2 separate regions of the Mus musculus genome follow, and region 2 is linked to region 1. A link is a contact called in public promoter capture Hi-C data. All regions are on one chromosome and are shown on one strand. Each heading gives the region's core, a stretch centred on a gene start, on an enhancer-like site or on the middle of the called end of the contact. The rest is flanking DNA. Distances are from core to core; before and after follow the strand shown.

What was found. Promoter capture Hi-C pulls out the DNA fragments that hold promoters and counts their contacts.
Region 2: a promoter capture Hi-C map of the 3T3-L1 cell line shows a contact between it and region 1, with 2.7 times the contacts expected there. The contact joins the promoter of Rpp40 here to the enhancer-like site in region 1. A contact is called at or near these places in 9 of 39 promoter capture datasets (the 3T3-L1 cell line, 3T3-L1-derived adipocytes, the C10 cell line and 5 more), 3 of 115 datasets of contacts at active chromatin or transcription factors (bone marrow-derived macrophages and embryonic stem cells) and 3 of 9 other capture datasets (adipose tissue, liver and pancreatic islet).

Annotation. Positions count from the first base shown.
Region 1 is chr13:35,460,124-35,467,268 of GRCm38.p6, reverse strand. No RefSeq gene overlaps it. Among named protein-coding and RNA genes, the nearest start is that of Gm22674, 170 kb to the right of the region's middle. Within about 2 kb of position 3,783, at least 26 of the 459 cell types and tissues checked have an H3K27ac peak or open chromatin away from gene starts, as enhancers often do. A contact at or near this core is called in adipose tissue, where this site is marked.
Region 2 is chr13:35,901,932-35,909,076 of GRCm38.p6, reverse strand. Rpp40 (ribonuclease P 40 subunit) reads left to right here and starts at 2,730. Exons shown (of 8, transcript NM_145938.4): 1 at 2,730-2,873; 2 at 4,514-4,658; 3 at 5,321-5,389; 4 at 6,969-7,064. The coding sequence starts at 2,751.

The DNA.
Region 1 (7,145 bases), core at 2,534-5,033:
CACCAGAGTCTTTTGCTTTGTATTTTACCAAAATCCAGATGGTAAACCAGATGGCTTACCAGCCTACCTGAGGTCTCATATGGAATAGTGGCAGAGAACACAGGCTCTCAGGCCCAAAGCCTAGGGGCTTTTTACCCCACCCACACGTTCCAGCTTCTTTATGAAAGATATGGATTGACTGGAAGTTTAATGGAGTTAGAATAACTTCCATTCCTTTTGTTTTGAGGACTCAGAGATGTTTGCATAGACTCTACCATCTGGTCTTATAGGTGAAAGACACTGAACATCTGCATTTATGGGGAGAGAACCATGTTACCCTTGCCTCTTAATTCTTCATGGACTCAGGGTAGAACTCTCTGCTCCTCCTGTACCATGACTGCCTGGATGCTGACATCTCCCACCTTGATGATAACGGAATCTCTAAACTTGTAAGCCAGACCCAATTAAATGTCCTTGATAAGAATTGCCTTGGTCGTGGTGTCTCTTCACAATTGTAAAACCCTAACTAAGACAATAGCCACAAAGAGCTTGAAAGGAAAGCTAAGAGTCACAAAGGGAGAACAAGATGCTCCCAATGACAACAAGAGTCACACAGTAGACAATAAGTGGTTCAGTTGTGCAATGATATATTTGACAACATACTGAGAAATGTTTATTACTGGACAAAAAAAAACCCTCCTGTTTATTTTGAGGTTAAAAGTGTACATTGCACTAATAAAAGTAACTCTAGGACTGAGGCGATGGCTCAGCAGGGCAAAGCCAGAAACCCTGAATTTGATTCCTGGAACCCACACAAAAAGGTTGGATATAGGAACATGCATCTAGAATCTTGTACTCAGTGCTAAGATGGGAGGTAGAGACAGGAGAATTGCCTGGAAATGTATTGGATCACTAGCCTGGAGCATGTAACATGGCAGAAACAAGAGAGACCCTGGCTTGATAAGAAGGAGAGAACCAATTCTTGAAAGTCTTGATTTTTACACATGTGCCATGGCATGTATACATCTGTACACACACACACACACACACACACACACATTTGAAAAGACATTAGCATTATATTTGTTTTTTTAAAAATGAAACACAACTTTCTGTTACTCACAAAAGACATTCTTAAGAAGATATTTCATAAAATAGTCCAACATTACCTAGGAAAAACTATATTAAAATGCGAGTAAAAAGAGTACATATAGCATACTGAATACAAAAAAAATTTAGAACAAAGTTCATTCTTGGGGATGAAGAACAACATTCACAACTACAGAAGAGCAGTTCCGTGCAAAGTAAGGGACATATGTTTGTATGTTCTTAAGATACTCTCAATATTGGTGAAGCAAAAATAATAGAATTATAAAGAAAACGTGTAAGAAATTGAGAGATTAAACTGATAATAAACAATACACTTAAAAGGTTCACTCAAATATTCACTCAAATAGAAAAGTCTTACATCTGATAGAGATTATGTATAATTTTCAAGCATACTTCAGGGATTTATAAAGTTATTAGCGACACATTCATATTCTCTAACTGCAATGCAACTAAACTACAAATCTACAATTTAAGGATTAAATGATGATATACAAACTCTTGTATTTATTAATGGTGATTCCAGTTCCTAATTTTTTTTAGGTTAAATGAAGCACAATAGAATCCCCATGGAACATTTGTGACTTTTATGAATGCAATTAGTTCTTGCCTTGTTCAAAGAGCAGTTTGTTGGGACTGGGGACTTGGCTCATCAGTCAAGAGATTTGCAAACAATCCAAATTCAGTTCCCAGCACCCATGTCTGAGGGCTCACAGCTTCCTGCAACTCTAGCACTAGGACATCTGACGCCCTCATCTGGCCTCTGAGGGCATCTGATTGTACTCACACAGACATATTCACATAGATAAAAGTAGAATGAATCTTTAAAAAAATAGTAGCTTCTTTTATTGCCTTGATACCATGTCTGAGCAGCTCCTCTTAACATTTCCCTCTCTTCTCCTCTAGTATCTGACTTTCAAGCTTGTTATAGTTTGTACATTTTTGTCCATGTTCTTTGTCTGTGATACCTTCTACTTTCACCCTGAACACTTCCCATCTCAATGATTTTCAGCCGTTAGCGATTTTTGTTGATAGTATTCTGATTCCATTGACACTTAGGCCCCTGCATCATTCTCATCATTTTTTCAATACAGAGTCTTTCTATACAGCCCAGCTTGGCAAGGAATGCACAATCCTCCTGATCCAGCCTTCAGAGTGCTTCAGTACCATGGTGCCTCACTCTTTAGGGTCTCTGTGGCCTTGGTATTTCAAAGACTGAATTTAAAAATAATAATTTCATTAAAAGACACAAAACTCAGTCCTTTCAAAGGCCCATTTCCCCTCTAATCGTGTGAAAACAGCTTTTATCATCTTGTATCTGCTGTTTTACTCAGTATTTCCCTTTTACTAGCCCTTGTTTTCTGAGTGCCTTGAGTAAGGGGCAGCCTGGAAGGACTGGGCTCAAGATGCTACATGGAGACCACTCTTCCTTTGTGGTGAAGTAACTTCAACTCTGTTAGCCTTTTCCTTACCTCTAGCCATCCAGGTCTCTTCTGGCTTCTGTAGGGATGTGTGCACCTGCAGAGGTTAGGTCTCCACTCTGGGAGAGTTGGAATCTCTTGGTTGAGTGCACTCAGGGTTCTGACTTCCTTTGTGCTCATGAGTCACACACTGCTTAATGATGAGGAAGCATTCTGATTTGTGAATTGGTAAAATAGCTTGTCTTTGTGCATACACAATGGCACATTTTCACAACCTAGATAGATGGGCTAGCCTACAGCACACCTAAGAATATGTGAGATAGCCTGGTATTCTTTAGCTTCAAACCTGAACTCCACATTACTGAATACTGCAGGCAACCCTAACAGAATGGCAAATATTGTGTCCATCTAATAACACAGAAACATAGACAAAACACAGCCAAGAAAAAAACCAGATGGTATAAATTTTTATCTCTGGCACAATCTCATAGTGCCAGCGTTATGGGAGGTATAGCCTATTCTTGATAGGAACATTGGTACTGTGCACACAACTGTAGTTAAGTCACTGGTAAATTTTTCCTCCTAAGAGGTCTCCAATCCTACATGCAACAGTTGTCCGTGGCTTGGCTATCCCAGTGGTATGCACTGAGGCTGGAGGGAGAAGGAGCACAGGATGTCCTTCAGACTTGGCCCCATCCCAGGAAGGAACCCAGTGGCTTTGTATTCCTGGGAGGGTGACAATGTTTTTCCAAAGCTTGGCTTCTGCAACAGTTTCCTAGACTTTATTTCCACACTGACCTACCGCCCTGCTCTGTGGGAATCTGGAGCATATTTCTCTCTTTTGTTTTCCTCCTTACTTCCCTCCTATAGGATGGAATGTAAGAAGAGCTTGGCAAAATGTTTATTTGGAACTGAACATCAGAGTCTTGCTGGGAGGAGGGGCTTTCTCCATGTTTTAATACCCAAAAGGGATAGACAGGTGTCAGGCAACTGGAGGTCACACCCATGGGGACTTAGGAGAATTCTCAAAAGGCAGGGCAGTTTCTCTGCCTCTCTTCTCTCTTTAAAGAAGGCAGCAGATGGTTCTGACGAGGTTGAGGTCCTTACACATGGTTAGTCTTGGAGTCTGGCCTACATTTATCACTATGAATGAACTGGGTCAGTCTCCTCTTGCCCCTACTTTGCTTGGCTTTCCTTGAGCTCAATACTGCATTTAGAGGGCTTGCTCTTCTAGATGCCCTGGATTCTGAGAAAGAAAACAGCCAGAGAGATGGAGGCATTTCAGACCGGACTCAGGGGAGTTGTGGGAAGATTGCATCACATGGACTAGAAGTTAAGGCACAGAGTGGAAGGATATTGCATCATCCCCAATGGCCAATTGAAGTCTGTATCCACTGACCTACAACCCCTGTCATCTGAAAGTGGCCTAATTAGCTAGCCAATCAATATGACATTGCAATTTAAGATTTCTTGCCAATGTATTGTCTCTGCAAACAGCTATTGAGGAAATTACCCATTGAGCAGCAAATTCTCCTTGCTTGCTTTATGGAATTTGGTTCAGATGCCCTGATCTGTTGTATCCCAGCTGTGATTCTCTGTTTCCCAAATAGATGCTACTTCCTTTGACTTTGTGCCATTTTTTTTTCTTCTCAAGGTTTAGGTGTCTTGACCTTTCGATTATTGAGAAAGGAAGAACTAGAAAGAGAAAAAGCTTACCACTGCCTCTGTCCCCTTCAAGCTAAGCTGGAAGGAACATGTTCCAGTTTGACTTTGCTTCCCTGACAGGCAGCTTGGCTTTTCTTCTCTGTTCTGTCCTTTCTTACATTTTGTTTTTGAGCCAGAGTCTCACTGTGCAGTCTAGGCTGGATTCAAACTTTCATCCCTTACACCTCAGTCTTCTACATGCTGCCATTACAAATGTATGCTACTGTGCTTGCCATTTAATAGAAATGAGCTATTTTCTATTTGAGGTGCTGGGGATGGAAGTCATAGCCTTGCACATGATCTACTGCTGAGCTACACCCTCAGCCAATACCACAAACTCTTTGTTTCCCTTTCTGACTCTCTTCCCCACCCCCACCAAGATCTCATACCATATACCCTTGTGTTTCAAAGTCATGGCAAGTCCCTTACGTTAGTTAGTCTTTTGAGTGCTGGGACTACAAGTCTGTGCCTTTCTTTTTTCCTAACATCATTCTCTCTGGGACATGCACACTCTCAGTTCAGACGTATGAGCTCTGGTGATATTTTAAGTGTTTAGTAATTGTTCATGGCCTAGGGTAGGATTAACCATCCCTGGGCAGCTCCAAGTCAAGACTGGTTCATTTATTCATTTAACAGTTGTATGTGATGTTTCTGCTATGAGCTGTAGCTGAGAGCCATTAGGAAATGGATGAATTCCTTCCCCCTGATCCAAGTTTTAGAGGCCAATGTACTAGCCCCAAGGAACACTCTTCAGAACTAGGGAGAGGACAGCAAAGGTGTCTTGTCTTCCCTGTACCTAGCTAGCTAGATTCCTCCCCCGGATGGCTCTCTTCTCATCACACATGGTGGCAAGCTAGCACCGGGCATCTGTTTGTCAAATAGATGTGTGTTCCATTCCAAAAAGATTTTTGATGGCTCTACTTCCTGAAAATTAGATCCAGCACTTTCCAAAGCTTTCATCTTGGGTTGTGGACCAGCTGCATCTAAATATGAGATGCATTTTCCAAAGCTCTCATCTTGGGTTATGGGCCAGCTGCATTTAAATATGAGATGCCAAGTTAAAGGCTTGACCTTCTTGGACACAGAGGGGATATTTGAATTGTTCTGATTCTGACTCTGGCAATTCAAGTGGAGGAGAGAGAGAGAGAGAGAGAGCTAGCACTCTTAGTAGCAGGGTAGGGAAGACACAGCGTGGCACACACAGATACACACACACAGAATGAATTTCACTACAACTATTCTTGCTTTATTTTCCCCTAGTTTAATAAAGACGATACTACTTGCTGACTTTGGAGCATATGAGAAGTCATCAATCATCTGACTCAGGGACAGGGGTGTTTTTGTGGTTATTTGTTTGTTTATTTTGCTTGCCATTTTTCCTATGATGTTAAAAAACCTAGGCAGCTTCCTCTAGATGAGGGCTAATGACAAATCCAGGGGTTCCATATGTTGCAGTGGCCAGCTCCACTCTCTATGAAAAAAGTGCCCAGGAACCTCCTTAGAATATCTGCTGGGGGGGGGGGGTAATTCACCGCAACTTAATTCTGTACACATCCATTCACTCACCAACCATCTTCTTTCCTATATGCTGTAAGGGGACTTTATGGAGGCTTAGTCCTATAGTGTGCTTGTGAGTGTCCCACAGTCAGCTCTCCAATGGAGAAGGAAAGGTGCTTGCTCATTTCCATGACAGTAAACACTCCCTCCGAGGGAGTTTCACTGGACATAAAGCTACAGAGAGAGCTCATAGGGATGACTTCTGAGAGACACTGTCAGTACCGGAAGACATTCTAGTTGAAGAGGCCGTGTCTTAGGAGAGACCATCAGTGACAGACTCTATGTTCTCTTGAAGCAGGCTGCAGGTCAGGGGAAACAACATTGGGCACAGTGAGGAACCTGAAGTCCTACAATGGTTTTGAGATGTTCATGGGGTGGCAGGACAGGTTCAGGATGTGGCTCCCAGCCAGAGCCCCTGGCCCTGGGCAGTAGGCCTTTCTTCCAAGGTGGGTGTGACAAAGCTATGTGATATCAAGTGGGACCACGGAGGCTCCACTGCCAGGAGAGCTCCTGTTCTCAGAGAAATCACCTCCTAAACCCTCAGCTCTACAGTGCCCAGAATCTCCAGTCTCCTTACTTGCCCTGCTCATGGTTGGAAATCCCAGATTCTTCCTAAATCTTACCAACTCAAATTCCATGTGATCAATCTTGGTTGGCCATGCCAGCCTGCATCCTCCTGGCCAACTGACTTTAGAGTCTTAGTGTTTGCCCTTGAGTCTATTCTATTCACTTCATCAAAAATCTCCCCTGCTAGGTAGGAAGAAAGAACTCAAGGGCATGGGTTTTGGATGGAACCCTAACCCTGAACCTGGGAGGAGGGTCTACTATAAGAACAAAGTTAACCTTTATACTTCCTCAAACAGTTCAAGGATACAAGATGTGATCCACTGTGAAAGTAAGAGTTGGAAGCCACTGTTTTCTTTATGCCATTTGTTTTTGTCCTTAATTTGTGAGAATCCTGGGGACAGACACAGTGACTGCCTGGTTTAGGGACTCCCAGCTGGCCAGAGCAGAGCTGGTCACTGAACCCTGTCCAAATGCTGCCTTCTTCTTCTTCTTCTTGACAAATTAGAGCCACTCTCCTCTCAAAACAGTCTGTGTGTTTAGGAAGAGCCTCATTAGTGGTTTTATGTTCTCCTTGCTTAGCTCCTGTGAACACTTGGCCCTTTCCTGGCAGGTGGCCTGTCTGTCTGAGGAGAAATTATCCTACCTTCCAACTGCATGCTGGATTCACATGGTTGTTGGCCACAGGAAAATCCCCTGGAATGGCAGAGGCTTCACTTCAACTTGGATGTGCTTGGGTGGCTTTGAGGCCTAGCAGTGAATGCCCTGGGGGCTCAGCTCCTTTCCTCTACTGTAGAGGAGGCTGTCTCTTAG
Region 2 (7,145 bases), core at 1,481-3,980, 440 kb before region 1:
TTCTCTAAATCGGGGTTTTTTTTCCTGCTATAATTTCATTGAATAGATTCTCTATGCCTTTAGTTTTGATCTCAGCTCCTTTCTGTCTCATAGATTCTTAACTTTGGTCTCTTGATCATTACTCAGAGTTCTTGAATATTATGGTCCTTTTCAATATTTTCTTTATTGATAATTGGATGTATTATTTCCTCAACCTCGTCATACCCTTTGCTCTGCTTAATCAGGTCTATGGGTTAAACTTTACACTTTGATTCTTTACTTTTTTCATTTCCACAATTTCTATTTGTGTAATTTTTTTTTTGTCAAAATGTCAGTGTCTTTGAATAACCATTCTTCAGCCATAGAGTCTAAGAACTCTGAAGCTGCAACCGATGACCCGATGTCCACAGCTGCATCTCTCCAGCGGGTGATCAATACTTAAGAGAGATTGAAAACTACAAGACAAGCTCTCTGCTCACACACTCTGGTTTCTTTCTTCTTTTCCAACCCTCAGCTAGAACATTAGCACCATGGGAAATATGATCTGGGGAATCTCAGGAGAATGAGAGAACTTGAAGCAGAGACTGAAAAGCTAAGTGTGGTCAGCAGAGGCCCCTGATGAACATGGTGAAGTTAATAATGACAAGACAGCTATGGAGGACACATAACACTTGCTCAATACAGGCTCAAGACAAGAGTCTGCAAGTTCAATGATACCCTCTCCCAGCCTATGCCGAGTACCCCGGAAGAGGCTGCTTCAACATCTCATTGCTTTCCTTTCTCCCTTTCTTTCTACCCTTCTTCCCTTTTTCTTCTTAGCACACTCTTACTGCTTCCCCTTTGTTGCATTCCCTAAACACATTTTATTTCCTCGCATACATTTTCATACATTTCACACCTCATACAGATGTTTATCTTACATTATTTACATTCTCTATTATTCAGCACTTTTACTCTTTTCCCTTTTTAAAAAAATGGATGTTTTTATCTTTTACTTCTCTTATATTTATATAATTCATTATTTAAGATTTTCTATTATTGAGATTTCCCCCTTCTTTTAGTTTTTTTCCCCCCACTAAACCCTTTCTCTTTTCATGTCTCCATCCATGGCACACTTTCTCATCCCGCTTCTTTCTTTCATTTAGGCTTGCTTTCGTTTTCTTGCTATTTTCCCATTTACCCTACATAATCATTACATTCCTAGCATATTCTACATTAGTATTGTAAATTTCTGTTTCATGGTTATTAGTAATATATTGCTGAACCTCAGTAACTTTGGGTGTATTTCTATATCTTCCATTTTGTTACTGTCTCAGCAATGTGTTGTCTCCTTTATGAGTAACACCGGGGAATGAGTCTCGGAGAGTAGGGTGCTCAGTAAGAACAACAGCGAAAAACATCTCCAAATCAACACAGGTCAACACCACACACAGAAACAAAAGCATGAATGAAAAACACAGCAACAGGAGTCCTCCAAAAACAAAATCAATTATCCCAGAGTGGTGGTTCACATCTTAAATCCCAGCACTCAGGAGGCAGAGGCAGGTAGATCTCTTTGAGTTTGAGACCAGCCTGGTCTATATATTGAGTCTGAGGCCAGCCAGGATATATAATGAGACCCTGTCTCAAGACAAAATAACTTAACACCTGGATTCAATGATACTGAAATAGGTAAAATTCTGGGTGATTTCAGAAGTTTCCTAGTAAAAATACTTTAAGACCTCAAAAAAGATTGAAGCAAAAAGATTAATTCAATCTTCCCTAAGGAAGGACCTGGAAAGTCTGCTGTGCACACACGTGCACGTGCGCACGCATGTGTGTGCACACACAGAGAGTAAAATAGATGAGAAAAATCAACAATATGGCTTTTAAGAATTAGCTATGGGGGCTGGAGAAATGGATCATTGGTTAAGAGCACTGACTGCTCTTCCAGAGGTCCTGAGTTCAATTCCTAGCAACCACATGGTGGCTCACAACCATCCATAATAGAATCCAATGCCCTCTTCTGGTGTGTCTGAAGATAGCAACAGTGTACATGGAAGTACAATTCAGCAAAGAAACTGAGATTTGGAGTAAAATCACAAAATAGTAATGTTGGAAATGAAAAAAATAAATTAAATAATTAAAAACAAAGCAAAGAAGTTCTGTTGGAAGTAAAAATGCAGAAATGTCATATTATATTCCTCTGTAATTTCCTATACTTTTTGGGAAGGATCAGTGGGAACTTAGGGGCCTGCGGGTGGGTGAGCATTAGGAACGAGACCATATGAGGAGTCAGGAAAACAGTGCTGCAAAGCAGATGTATTTCCTGACTATACTAGGCTTTTCCTCTGTCCTATCTTCCTCCTTTTTATAAGGTGTCAGGGTCCAGTCCTTCTCTGAGTCCTGTCCAGGTATATGCACTGTTCCTCCACGGAGAAACTGTGGGATAGAATGGATGTGCCAGGTTTTTTCTTTCTTTCTTTCTTTCTTTTTTAAGATGCGGATGGTTGTGAGCCAACATGTGGTTGCTGGGATTTGAACTCAGGACTTTTGGAAGAGCAGTCAATGCTCTTACCCGCTGAGCCATCTCACCAGCCCCATGCCAGGTTCTTGAGAACCTTCAGACCCAGTGCCTGCAGGAACTGACAGACAGGGAAAGAAAGAAGGGTTAGGGCGTGGTGGAGGGAGGGGTGTAGTCAGAAAGGGGCGAATGGTGGGGTGAGGGGCGGGCCGAGGGGCGGGCCGGGAGGCGGGCCAAGAGGCGGTGCTCGCCTGGACTCCTGCTTAACATGGCCACGCTGCGCAGGCTGCAAGAGGCGCCTCGGCACTTACTGGTCTGTGAGAAATCCAACTTCGGCCACGATAAGTCTCGCCATAAGCATCTCGTGGAGACGCACTATCATAATTACAGGGTGAGTCAGGTCCACCCGGCCCTCTTAGGCTGGAGAGCTTTAAGGTAGAACCACGCCGGGTTTCACCCGGCCAGACCTCCTCGGCTTGCGAGGGTGGGCGGAGATCGTCCTCGGGCATGCTGGGAACTATAGTCTCTTCAAGTTTCTTAACTGCTTTTCTTGGCGCTGTGTAGGACTACAATTCCCAGCATGCGCCAAACACAGGGCGGTGCTCGGTCCTATGAGGAACAGCAGAGTTTTTGTGAGTTTGGCGTGGTTACTGCGGTGTTCAGGATTAAATCCTCTCGGTGTTGGGTCGAGCAGGCAGTGGAGGAGTTAGGAATGTAACCTGCACGGTCGGAGTGTGACCTGTACAACATGTAGCCGAATTACACCCTAAGTTTGGGCAGATCTCTGTGGATCAGCTTGTGACTCTTTCCAAAGCATCACGCGGTTTGACAAACGAGGAACTCCAAATAAACTTACCTTACGATGATAAGGGTTTAAGCATTTTACATCTTAAATATTGGCCTGATGGATTTCTCAGATAGATTAGCTGGCGTCCTTGTCCCTCAAGGCTGGTTGTTGGGGCTTTGCGAAACGGACTTTAGATGTTCACTTGGGGATCATTTGAAATCCGCGCGGATTTTGCATCTCTTCGGTTGAAAGGCCATCCCTGCGGTCAGGGATGTATCGCTTATCTCAACTGGTCTCACCTAGGTTTGTCTAGGAAATGGAAGCTTCCAGGAGCACTTTTGCTTCTATGTAGCTTCTTACTAATTAAATGTCCCTAAATCCCAGGAGGAGTTCCTTTGATTTCATGACTCCAGAATAAGCAAATCAAGGCATGTTGAATTATATATACTCTATTTCCTTGACTATAAAGTGTGAAAGACATAACATATATTGCTTGTATGCAAAAATAAGATTCAAGTAAGACTTCCATTGCAATGTCATGCCTCACATTGAAATGCAGAAAGGAAAAACTTGAGTAGTCAGATATCTGTTTACTTGAAATTAATAGAATTGTTGCCTAGTAGGTTGATGGTGATGCACACCTTTAAACCCAGGCAGAGGTGGGTAAATCTCTGAGTGCAAGGCTAACCTGATAAACAGAGCAAGTTCCAGGACAGCCAGGGCTACATGGAGAAACCCTGTCTCAGGGGTAGGTGGTGGTGGCTGTGTGTGTGTGTGTATGTGTGTGTGTGTGTGTGTGTGTGTGTGTGTTTTACTAAGGGTTTTACTGCTGTGAACAGACACTCCAACAGTGACCAGGGCAACTCTTATAAGGACAACAAGGTGGGAGCATGGCAGCGTCCAGGCAGGCATGGTGTAGGGGGAGCTGAGAGTTCTACATCTTCATCTGAAGGACACTAGAAGAAGACTGGCTTCCAGGGAGCTAGATGAGGTCTCAAAGCCCACGCCCACAGTGACATACTTCCTCCAACAAAGTCACACCTACTCCACCAAGGCCATCCCTCCTAATAGCACTCCCTGGACCAAGCATCTTCAAACCATCACATTGCCCATGTTTGCGTGTCCCTTCTATGTCCCAGTAAAACCTGTGAAGGAGTAACTAGCACCTTTGACATTCCATTTCCAAAAGCATGGTGTTAATCTTCATAAAATATAACTTCGTTTGTTCTTCTACATTCTAATAGGTTTCATTTCTTATTCCTGAATGTGGGCTTCTATCAAAAGAGCTAAAAAGCCTGGTCATGGACATTGGACCCTATTACTCTGTGAAGAACTTACCTCTTCATGAATTAATTACACACGAGTTCATCAACACCTTTGTAAAGAAAGGTAAGAAGAAACACTGTCTCATATGAACAAGACAAGATGAAGAGCTATCGGAAGATCGCAGCAAAATATTGGGGTCCTTCCCTTGTCTTTAAAAGGGCCCATGGAAGTTAGATCATGTGATCAGCTGCGTGTATCACTTCTCCACCCGGCCATATTGTCGTTTTCTTTCCTGTGTCCTCTTTAGGTGGCAGCTAAATATCTTACCAAATTTAATTAGCCCTTGCAATAACTCAGGGAAGTAGGTGGAATCCCTTTAGATGAAGGTTAAGTAGCTTTTGAATATTAACTTTCTCAAATAGTTTCTGAATATTAACTTTGATCCTTGCATCAGTGTTTTGTCCTCTTGCCTCTTTAATGTGCACCTTTCTGCTAGGATCCCCAAGATTACAGGTTCTGTTCTGAGCCCATTCTCAACCTGTTGATAGGAAACTTGCACAAAAAGCCCCTGAATGTGGCCTGAGTCCTGGGGTGGTCTAGCTGGAGCCTTGCATGTATATGTTCCAGTGTATCTCTGGGGTGTAGTGGGTTTATTGAATGAGTTAGAGCTGTAGTAGATGCTGCCTGTTACCTACCTGGAAGATTCGTTGTCACGTGAAAACCATTCATAAACAAATGTTGTGCTACTTTAGTTACTTAATTACTTTTCTTGATTTTTCTTACAGGTTCATTCTCTGCATTAACATACAATACAAGTATTGATGAGGATAATACTGTTGCTCTCCTACCAAATGGTGACAGCATTCATTTTTTTTTCTTCCTTTCTTTATTAGAAAAGAAATAGCACTGCTTAAAAAAAAAAAAGTAGGCTAGAGAAATGGCTCAGCAGTTAAGAGCACTGACTGCTCTTCCAGAAGACCAAAGTTCAGTCCCACTTGGTAGCTTACAGCTATCTGTAACTCCAGTTTGAGTGAGTCCAGTGCCCTGTTCTGACCTCCATAGGCACCAGACACATCCATGTGCACAGACATAACATGAGGATAAAACACCCATATACATAAAAATAATAAAATAATAATTTTTTTGTTTTTGTTTTTTTTCGTGACAGGGTTTCTCTGTATAGCCCTGGCTGTCCTGGAACTCACTTTATAGACCAGGCTGGCCTAGAACTCAGAAATCCGCCTGCCTCTGCCTCCCGAGTGCTGGGATTAAAGGCTTGCGCCACCACGCCCGGCAAATAATAGTTTTTTAAAAGTCAAGTCATACAGCTCTAAACAGTAAAATGAAGCCTATCTTTGTGTTCCTTCTTAGATGGAACCATTTGATGTTTATCTTTCAAGAATTTATAAGCATACATTTTTTTGGTTTGTTTTTGTTTTTGAGACAAGGTATCTCTATGTAACCTTGGCTGTCCTAGAATTCACTCTGTAGACCAGGCTGGCCTTAAACTAAAAGATTCACCTGCCTCTGCCTCATGAGTGCTTGGATTAAAGACGTGTTTTACCAGCACCAGTAAGCATCAAATGTTTAACATTGGTTATATGACATTGTTTCTCAGTAGTCTTATTTTCCAAGGGGTATAACATAGACATGTTCCTGCTTCAGTGCAGATGGTTGTGACTTAGAACTTTTTGTTTTGTTTTGAGATAGGATCTTGCCATGTAGACCAGGTTGGCCTCAGATTATCATTTCTCTTGCCTCAGCTCTCCAAGTGCAAGGATTACACACATGAACCAGCACATCTCTGCCTGGCTTTAACATAGAGCTTTTAAATGTTTTGATGATATTTGAAGTAGGGGCTGGAGAGATGGCTCAGCAGCTAAGAGTGATTCCTGTCATTGCTAAGGATCCAAATTCAGTTCCCAGCAGCCACATGGCAGCTCACGACTCAAGTTCTAGGAGATCCGACATCCTCTTCTGACATTCACAGGCTCCTTGGTGTACTTACAAGCAGGCATACAAATACATATTTAAATTAAACTAAATTAAAATTTAAAGACAGTATTTGAAGTTATACAGACCACAGTTTGATCATTCTTTCCTTCATACAAATTTAATTGTTTCTAGTTTTGCTATTGTAATATGTATATATGTATATATGGTAGATAATACCACAAGCCTGGTGGCTCACACCTGCATCCTGGTATTTGGAAGGTTGAAGCAGGATAATTGCCACCAGTTTGAGCCCAGCCTCAACTACAGAGCAAAGTTCCAGACCAGTTGGGTACATTGCTAGATAATATCAGTGTGCTATAGACAAGTTCTTTGTGTATTCTTATCCCCGACATTTCACTGCTCAGATGTCTAGCTTTCTTAGAGAACACCAGCCATATTTTAACATCTCTCTTAGAAGAACTATTGTTTGATTTGTAGGGAAATTAATTTTATCACTAGATAAAGATACTTACGAAGAAACCGGACTTCAAGGTCGTCCATCTCGGTATTCTGGCAGAAAAAGTATGAAGTTTGGTAAGTATTACATGCGTTCCACTGGAGCCTAGCAAGTCAGTTTTCTTGTAACAAAACGTGAATGCCTTCCCTCTGATCTCT